Linked DNA regions of Rattus norvegicus: region 2 is linked to region 1. The links are chromatin contacts, called in public Hi-C maps. All regions are on one chromosome and are shown on one strand. Each heading gives the region's core, a stretch centred on a gene start, on an enhancer-like site or on the middle of the called end of the contact. The rest is flanking DNA. Distances are from core to core; before and after follow the strand shown. Region 1 overlaps Cpd (carboxypeptidase D). Region 2 has its middle 11 kb from the start of Tmigd1.

Region 1 (4,340 bases), core at 549-3,048:
TGATATTAAAACACAGTGAAACCTGCCTTAAACTTTAATCTTTTATCCTGCAGGAGACTCGATAAGTGTAGTTGGCAGAAACAACAGCAACAACTTTGACCTAAACCGAAATTTCCCAGACCAGTTTGTTCCGATCACAGATCCTACCCAACCTGAAACTATCGCTGTGATGAGCTGGGTGAAGGCCTATCCGTTTGTGCTGTCGGCCAATCTGCATGGAGGTACGGCAGCTCCTACGCCGCTAAGTTCATCTTGTTGAGAGCATTTGAAACCCTGCTGCAATTGTCTGCTCGTATAGTCCTAGGCTTTCTTCAAGTGAGTACTCTGTCACTGCCTCTGTGACAGAGAACAGTTAAAGCCTTTCTCCTTTCTCCTTTCTCCTTTCTCCTTTCTCCTACTCTTGTAGGCCAGTCTCATGGCTCTCCCACTCTGTTCCCCACTCATCTTCCTTCCTTCTTTTCTTTCTTTCTTGACTTTTTTTTTTGGTTGGTTGTTGTTCGTTTAGCCATGTCCTCACCATGTACCAAGGCAGGCCTGACGCTCACTGTGCAGGCCACACTGGCCTTGCCTGCAGCCATCCTCCTCCTGCCTCTGCCTCCGTGGTGCTGGGATTGCAGGTGAGCATTAGCAGGCCCAGCTTGCTCTCATCTTTTGTCACACAGTTTTTCCTCCCATGCCCTTTCTCCTCCTTTCTTTTTCTTTCCTTTAAGTTTTAATGTTATTTATTATTACATATGTACTGTGTGTGTGTATGTGTGTGTGTGTGTGTGTGTGTGTGTGTGTGTGTGTGTGTGTACATGCTATGGCATGTGTGTGGAGGTCAGAAGACACCTTTCAGAAGTCAGTTCTCTTTTTCCACCGGATTTGAGGATCTAATTCAGGTTGTGGATTTACTCACAGTGCTTTTCTCCCACTAAACCATCTCTCCCTCCCTTTCTCCTCTTCTTCCCACTTCCTGCCTTCCTTTTTCTTGGTTTTTTGTTTTTCATATCACTATAATAGTTCTTTAAAGGTTGATTTGTTACACTGTTAAATGGTCACTTTGCTATCAAAAAGTCAAACACATTCTCTTCTACTTGTGCCCTCCCCCCTGTGTACCACACACACACACACACACACACACACACACACATACACATACACACACACACAGTAACTTAACTGCACCAAAATGACTTCATTCTCATTGGGGATTTGGGAATATAGTTGTCAAGATGACTCATCAGGAATGAGTCATTTGAACAAAATGAAAGGTCAATATTAAGAGAAACATCATAGGTATATATCTGAGCCAGTAGGGTACCTACCTAACATGCATGAAGCCCTGGAGTCTGTGACCAGCATGTACCTCTTAAGCCTGGCATGGTGGCATATGCCCGTAATCCCAGCACTCAGGAAAGAGAAGCGGGAGGATCAGGAGTTTAAGGTCATCCTTATCTACATAGTAGTTCAAGGCAACCTGGGGTACATGAGCACCTGTCTCAAAACAGTCATGTGAATAAGAGCGGAAGTACCAGTCTGGAGAGATGGGCCAGCAGATAAGGACCTGTGCCAGGTTCCATCCTCTGAACCCACAGAGTGGAAGGCAAAAATCTACTCCAGCAAATGTCCCTCTGACGTCCACACATGCATTTTGATGCAGTAGAAGGCATTATAAGCAGACAGTCAGACATGTGAAAACAGTTTGACAATCAGGAAAATAAAGGATGTGGTTCTTTGACAATCATAGCTCAGAGCTTCTCCCTGAGACCCACCATTGTTACTCTCCTCTTGTGCAAAGCATGAGGTGGGGGATGGCCTTTTTGCAGTTGAAAGCATCCCTTTCTTCCTTGAATCCTTCATTGTTGTTACAACCCCAACTGAGTCACTAGACCATTTTTCTGTGTGGACCAGGCTAAGTTGCCTAACCTCCTGTTTTAGAGAACGCATCATTGGCCTTGCTTGACAAATCTCATGGCTCTCCCTCTGCCTCACCTTTCCTGTTGCTGTGATAAAACACCTGACAAGCACTACCTAAGGGAGTGGAGGTTTATCTCTGCCCACAGCCCTGGGGTGCAGCTCATCCTGGCAGGGAAGTCTTGGCAACAGAAGCTTGAGGAAGCCTCTTAGAACGCAGAGAATGGTAAATGATTGAGCCTGAGCTTCCTGGCAGTGGAGCCCAGGGAGCGGTGCTGACCCTTTTACAACGAATGTAATCAAGATAATCCTTAAAGGATGCATAGAGTCTAACCTGATTAAATAATCCCTCAAGGGTCCAAAGGAGGGCTTGTCTGCTGGGTGGTTCCAGGGCCTGTCGAGGTCATGAACCGGACCTTCCTTCTCTGACTGTACTGTGAAAGCTTGTTTTCCACAACTGATCCATTTTGAAACAGTGCCTTTTCCTGTTTCCCTTGTAGGTTCCTTGGTGGTTAACTACCCTTATGATGATAATGAACAAGGAGTTGCCACATACAGCAAATCACCAGATGACGCCGTGTTTCAACAAATAGCACTTTCTTATTCCAAGGTATACTGGAAAATTAAGTAAAAACTACCTTAAAGCACTCAGGTAGATGCTCTCACTGCTAAGATACCCAGGGCTCCTTTCATTTTTTTTTTCCTTTTTCTTGTTTCTTGTCTCACTTCTGAACATTACATCTCTTTTTCCACCAGCTTTTAAACTCAGTTATGTGTTTTATCTGTGGTTTTTAACTCAGCACCTGGAACAGAAATGATGTCAGCTCATTTTATTTAGTACATATTTAGTTTATAAGTCCAATAAAGTTGCTAAAGCAGAATTGATAAGTTAATTTTTTTTTTTTTTTTTTTTTTTGCCATACAACCACAACCATGCTTTACAAATAGTCTGTGTAGCCAATCTTGGCTACTTTGTGGGTTTTCTTCCACCCTTCTTCACCCCTTTTCTTCTACCCTTTTAACCCCACAACACTAGGTAGGAGACAAAAAAGGATGGAGAGCGAAGGGGCGATGTTCTCCCTGGACTTCCTGCTGATTAGGAGTGTGACAGGTTTGATGTTTGTTGTTAGGAGATCTGATTTCTTCTGGTCGTTTCATCTTTGCGCACAAGAACCTAACAAACCTCCACCAACAACCCACCCGCCTCTCAGGGCCCTAGCAGTTATATGCGCTCTGGAAAGACCCCAGGATTTCAAACATCATACAACAGCAGACACTGCTGGCTGCTGGCAACATCATGCCCCTGGCCAAAGCATGAGGCAAATCATAGTCGGCTGCTGTGGACACCCTAAAGCAGCCACACATCCCATACCTGGGATTAAAATGAAAATACATTCTTATAATATTTCTGGATTTTTTAAAGAAACCAAAATTCCAAAATTGTCACTACACGTCTTGGTTGTATTCTCTTAGAGCATTTGAACATAGGTCAGTCTGATTACCATACCAACAAAGACAAACCCTACAACCATCTCAGTAGAGGAAAGGCAGTTGAATGCTTGTGACAGAGACCTTTAGGTCTGTTAAAGCTAAGTTTTACTATCTGGCTCCCTGTGTAAAATGTTGCCGATTGGTCATAGTGCTTGAATCCCTGTCCTTAGGAGGTGAATGGTGAGGCAGAGGAGCATGGATTAGGGGACACCCTAGTTAAACAGCAAGCTCCAAGTCAGGGTGGGCTATGAGAACGTGGCTCAAAAGACAAAACAAAAATCACCAGTAATTCATTAAGATATTTGAAGTTTTACCTTAATGTAAAAAAGGGCAAACAAGATTCTATGTTTTCTAAACTTCCTATATAATGAGCACAGTTTCTTTTCCAAATCAAAATATCAAGATAATGACTGGGGAAGTTGCACAGTTAACAACATGCATGATGACTTGAGTTCAGATCCCTGGTATTCACACAGAAGTCTGGGCACAGAGGCACATCCATAACCCAGCCCTGGGAAGGCAGAGGGGAAGACTCCTGGAGCTCCCTGGCCAGCCTTGATGAATCCACGAGCTCCAAGGTCAAAAATGATTCAGAGAGGACACACTTCAATCTCTGTCTTCCACATACATTAGTATGATGAATTACACTGACTTATTTTTAACCATATACCCTCCTAGCACATATACAAAGAAGTGTCAAGGGGTGTGTGTGTGTGTGTGTGTGTGTGTGTGTGTAAAAAGCACACAAAAATGTAAATAGTTGTGAGAAAAAAGTCATGCTGGGCTTCAGGACTGGGTATGATAGTTTCCCATGTTGATCTACTGATTGGGTGTGTAGTTTTATTGGTTATGGATCATAAAAGTTAATACTGCAACTCTGCTCTCTAATACAACCTTTTGTCACTTCATCTTCATACCCCCTCTGCAAATGGACCTTGCGAGATTCATTTTCA
Region 2 (4,340 bases), core at 1,322-3,821, 79 kb before region 1:
TGAATCTAAAGCTCACAATTTTGACTATGTTAGCTGGTCAAAGAGCCCTCAGATATGCCTATCTCCCCACCCCACCCATCCCTTGGGTAAGAGGTGCTCTCTGACACATCTGGGTTTGACATGGGCACTGGAATCGCAACTTAGGTCCTCACAGTTGTGTATGAAGCACTTCACCCACTGATGCATCTCCCTGGCCCCTTTATCTTATCATTTTCACAGGATCTCATTATGTCACTCAGACTGACCTCAAACTCCAAACCTGCTCTGGCCTCCACACTCTTCCTTCATTTGAGGACACAGTTAAGAGCCAAAGTAGGTGACCTTTGCGAATGACCACTAGAGGTCACTTTGCACCCACAGTGGTTCTGGAGCTAGGGTTGAGATCCTCCCAGGCCTGTTACTGTTCTGATCAATCTGGGAAGGGATGAGTGGGGAAAGAGATGGGGAAGGGAAGCTGGGGGAACGAGGATTTGGGGGGGGTGGGGACTGGGATACAGAAAGAGCAATACAGAATGAAGTGAGTCCCTTAGGAGAGGACGACACCCTCTATTATCAGTATGGATGACTAAAATGGGAAGAGAGTTCTAAGACTTCCTCATCCAAAAGGGGAGAGGAGGTGGTGGTGGCACCCCCAAAGAAGACGGTCCACCAACTGCCTCACCTGAAAAATTCACTTGCCTTCTCAGTGGTCTGCCTAGTGGAAGCTAATGGAGCTTCAGCTCCAGGCACCGTCATGTGCACAGGCCTCTTCCAAAGGTCATTAATCACTAAATGTGTGGAATCTTCCTTAAAAGGGCCTCTCCATATAAGCATCAAGCCCCATGGGTCCTGACTTTAGCCCCCACTGACTCCAGTACAGAGGTTTAAAGGAAGAGGAAAAGGAGTTCAGAGGTTCCAAAGGAAAGTACCCGCCCCAAGATTACGAGGGAGGGGCTTCCTGTAAGAGTAGGAGGGTTCATTCAAGGGCCAAAGACCCCAGAAGCTACTTAAATCCGAAAAGGAGGCAGGGTGAGCTATGGGGCCATCAGAGGTGAGGGAGTCCTCCTCCTGTTGGTCTGAAGGTTCCTGTGGCTGGCAGAAGTTTGCCTCAATCTTTACAGAGAGGCCTGCCGCATCCTGTTAGCTGCTTTCTGAATAAACAAAAGTCTTGCCAACCATTGTGCTGAGTTGGAAAGAAGGGGAAAAAAAAAAACAACCTCCAGAAGGAAAGTTATAGAATCCCTGAGCTGTGAACTTTGCAAAGGGATAAATGATAAAGGTACCAGGAAGCCACCTGCTCACAGTTCTGGAATACCTGCTGTAACTAGCAGTCCTGGGTTAGCCTCCACTCACCTTTCCCAACACCCGCGGTCACAAACACCCCCAAATCCCATCCCATGGGATTTGAGATCTGAATTCAAGAGCTTGGCTGCCTTGCCAATAATTTCCTTTTAGAATGTGGAATACTGTGTAATGGGCAAAGTGGACCTGGTTTGGCGAGGAGTTTACAGGGAATAGGGCACTACGGGGAGAGGAGAAGCAACAGCATTCCCACACGACAGCTCAAATACCCTGCAGCTGAGATACTGCCTCACTTGATCCGGGGTCTCCCTGAACCAAGGAGAGAGTGAAAGAGAAAAGGGAGCTCAAAAGAGGAGAGGGTCCAGGGGTTTATAAAAGCTAGCCCAGAGTCCACTAACTGCCAGCTTTGGAGACTCCGTCCATCCTAACAGGGTGCTACTGCTTCCCTAAACACGTCTCACCTCTCCTGCATCTCTACTTCCTTTGTCCCTGGGCCTTCGTCACTTTGTTCACCTCTGGAGAGACCTAGGAGACCTGGCAAGCCAGCCATGGCCATCCGTACAGTTCCATAACAAGATGGACAGCTCTGTTTGGGAGATGTGAAGGTCCTGGGATCAAAGTTCAAGCAATACACACAAGGCTAGGTGCAGATGACTTGAGGAACCTAGGGGCTCTCTGGCTTTTAAATGAACCACAGTAATGGAACCCAACTGGTCCCAGCAGTTGACAGGCACTGCTGAGAACCGCCTGCTTCTCTCGCAGCCGCATACCCGGTGACTTCAATCTGGTACTTGAAATTGGCCAAAGTGAAAGGATTTTTATAATTGAAACTGGCAACTGCTGCAAATCCAGGCCCTCCTCTCCAGAACTGTTAGACATTTACCAGAGGATCATTGTGCCACCCCTAGCACACACACCACCCAAACTGCCAGCAGTCTCCGTATTTGTCTATTCATGGGCGCACAGAAGAGCGCCTGCATGTGTTCGCCATTACAGCCAGCAATCTTCCTTCTTCCGTTATGCAGGCATTTGAAGTATTTTCCTAGTTACTACATCCCGACCCCAGACAGTTTTCTAATTTCTTTCTTTTATAGTCCATAATTGCTCTTGTATCTTCCTTTTGGAGGCCCTCCTTGCCCTAGGGACGATGTGCCCTACGTGTGAAATTTGCTGTGGCAATAATCCAGTCAGGAGAACAAATTACCCCGTCTTTCCATAAGTGAGTGATATAGAGACCAACAGCCCAATATCGTTCAAATGAAAGCCGGGTCATGATTTGCTGTCTGGGCTCCTTTGCAATGGTAGAGACTGTGCCATTGGCTTCATCCCTGATTGGCATATGATCTACCAAGCTCCACCCCCGTGCCCTGACCAGTATTCTTCCAAAGAGCTCAAAGTCCTTGCAGCGTTCCCACAATGAACATCCTGTTCCTCTAGGACACGGAGGAATTTTTTGCATGAGCGTCTTTGTGTCAGATGGAGAGAAACAAAGAGAAGTCACTTGATCTGCTCAGGCCAGCCCCAGTGATGGATATTCCAGCATGAAGACCATTAGCTGCAAGATATAGCCTGGGAAAATACAGGAGGAAATGGCTACCCACATGCCCACTTCCTGCCAAGTACTCTTATAATATACAATTTGAGGTATTCATGGTAAAGTACTTGACTAGCATGTGCAAATCCCTAAGCTCAGTTACCAGGGGGATAGGATGGTAGTGCTGGCTGTATTTGGAGGTCTAGACAAGAGCAACTATGTTCAAGTAACATAGTGACGCCCTGTCTCAATAAACTAGAAAAAAAAAATCCCACCATAAGCTCAAAAAACAGTCAATGATTTAACATTTTAAAACTTAGTCAAGTTGCACAGCAGGACTTCTCAGGAAAAACAACCCTGCCACGATTCTGACCAAGGCTCCCCTCTTCTAAACCCACCCCCCAAAGCATCTCTTTGTAAGAGTCCTCACTTTGCTCTGGTGTTCACTATCTTCGAAGTGGAGTATTAGTGAGTACGGTCGCTTCGCTTGGTTTCTGTGGTGTACTTAAGTCTAGAACAGTGGTTGGCACATGGTAAATATCTGTGGAAACCACACTCTCCCCTCCCTTCTGTGCTGGGGTTTGAACCCAGCGCTCTAAGTTATGCTTCCAACCCTAATTGCTTTTAGATTCACTCATTGGCCTCCTGTTATGTGAGATCCCATAGAGAAACCACATTTCCTTCTTAGGTCCCCAACTGCTTCAAGGTTCTGCCAAGGTGTATTAGTTCTCTGTGATGCTGTTTTACCTTTGTTTCTTCTTCCACGACTACAGATGATATCTCTGGAGTCTTACATTAAGATTTTTGATTTCTGAGCCAATCCACCTGATACGAGGGCCCACACTCTTCCAGTCTGCACTGAACATGCCACAGGGATCACCTCTGGGCCAGAGTTCCTCTGCATAGTTAGAGGAGACATTTTACAGCAACGGCCAGTAGGAGTGGATTGTGGACTAGAGCCATTCTTGGGCTGACACCTCTCAAGAAAGAGCAGATGGAAGACAATGGACAGTTTATTAAATTAAGGTCGAGTGTTAGTGTTGGCGCTGTAGTTCATTGGTAGAGCATTTCCCTAGCATCATGAGGTCCTAGGTTCAGTTCTCAGCACTGCGTTAAGTGGAGCTCAGAGGCATCTGGAAAGTGTATATGCCCTCAGCCCAGGGCCTGGATACGCAGCTTAGCAGTAGAGCATTGGCCTAGCATGTAGGTCATTTGTTTGTTTGTTTGAAAGGGTCAAGAAGATAGATCAGAGAGTAAAGATACCTGCCACCAAGCCTGATGACCTGCGTTTGGTCCCCGGGATCTACACGGTAGAAGTTAAGAACAAACTTCTCTGACCCCTATTTTCCCACACAACACATGCTTTTAAAAGCTCAGACTTTTGCTAACAGTCTCCTCTTACCCAAAGTGATTTCCTACCTTTTTCACAAACCAGAACTTGCACCTTAAAATGAAAATTCTTTGGACCTAAGAGACTGGTCGGCACCTCGTGTTTATCTCTGCTATTGTTAAACCCTGCAAATGC

What was found. Hi-C and Micro-C count contacts between places; a contact is called where the count stands out from the background.
Region 2: a contact with region 1 is called in a Hi-C map of Schwann cells, with 4 times the contacts expected there. The contact joins two enhancer-like sites. A contact is called at or near these places in 12 of 12 Hi-C or Micro-C datasets (the A7r5 cell line, the Rat2 cell line, Schwann cells and 7 more).

What each region holds. Positions count from the first base shown.
Region 1 is chr10:62,144,614-62,148,953 of GRCr8, reverse strand. Cpd (carboxypeptidase D) reads left to right here. Exons shown (of 21, transcript NM_012836.2): 7 at 54-221; 8 at 2,397-2,506. Among named protein-coding and RNA genes, the nearest start is that of Cpd, 39 kb to the left of the region's middle. Within about 2 kb of position 1,798, at least 22 of the 93 cell types and tissues checked have an H3K27ac peak or open chromatin away from gene starts, as enhancers often do. A contact at or near this core is called in Schwann cells, where this site is marked.
Region 2 is chr10:62,223,897-62,228,236 of GRCr8, reverse strand. No RefSeq gene overlaps it. Among named protein-coding and RNA genes, the nearest start is that of Tmigd1, 11 kb to the left of the region's middle. Within about 2 kb of position 2,571, at least 30 of the 93 cell types and tissues checked have an H3K27ac peak or open chromatin away from gene starts, as enhancers often do. A contact at or near this core is called in Schwann cells, where this site is marked.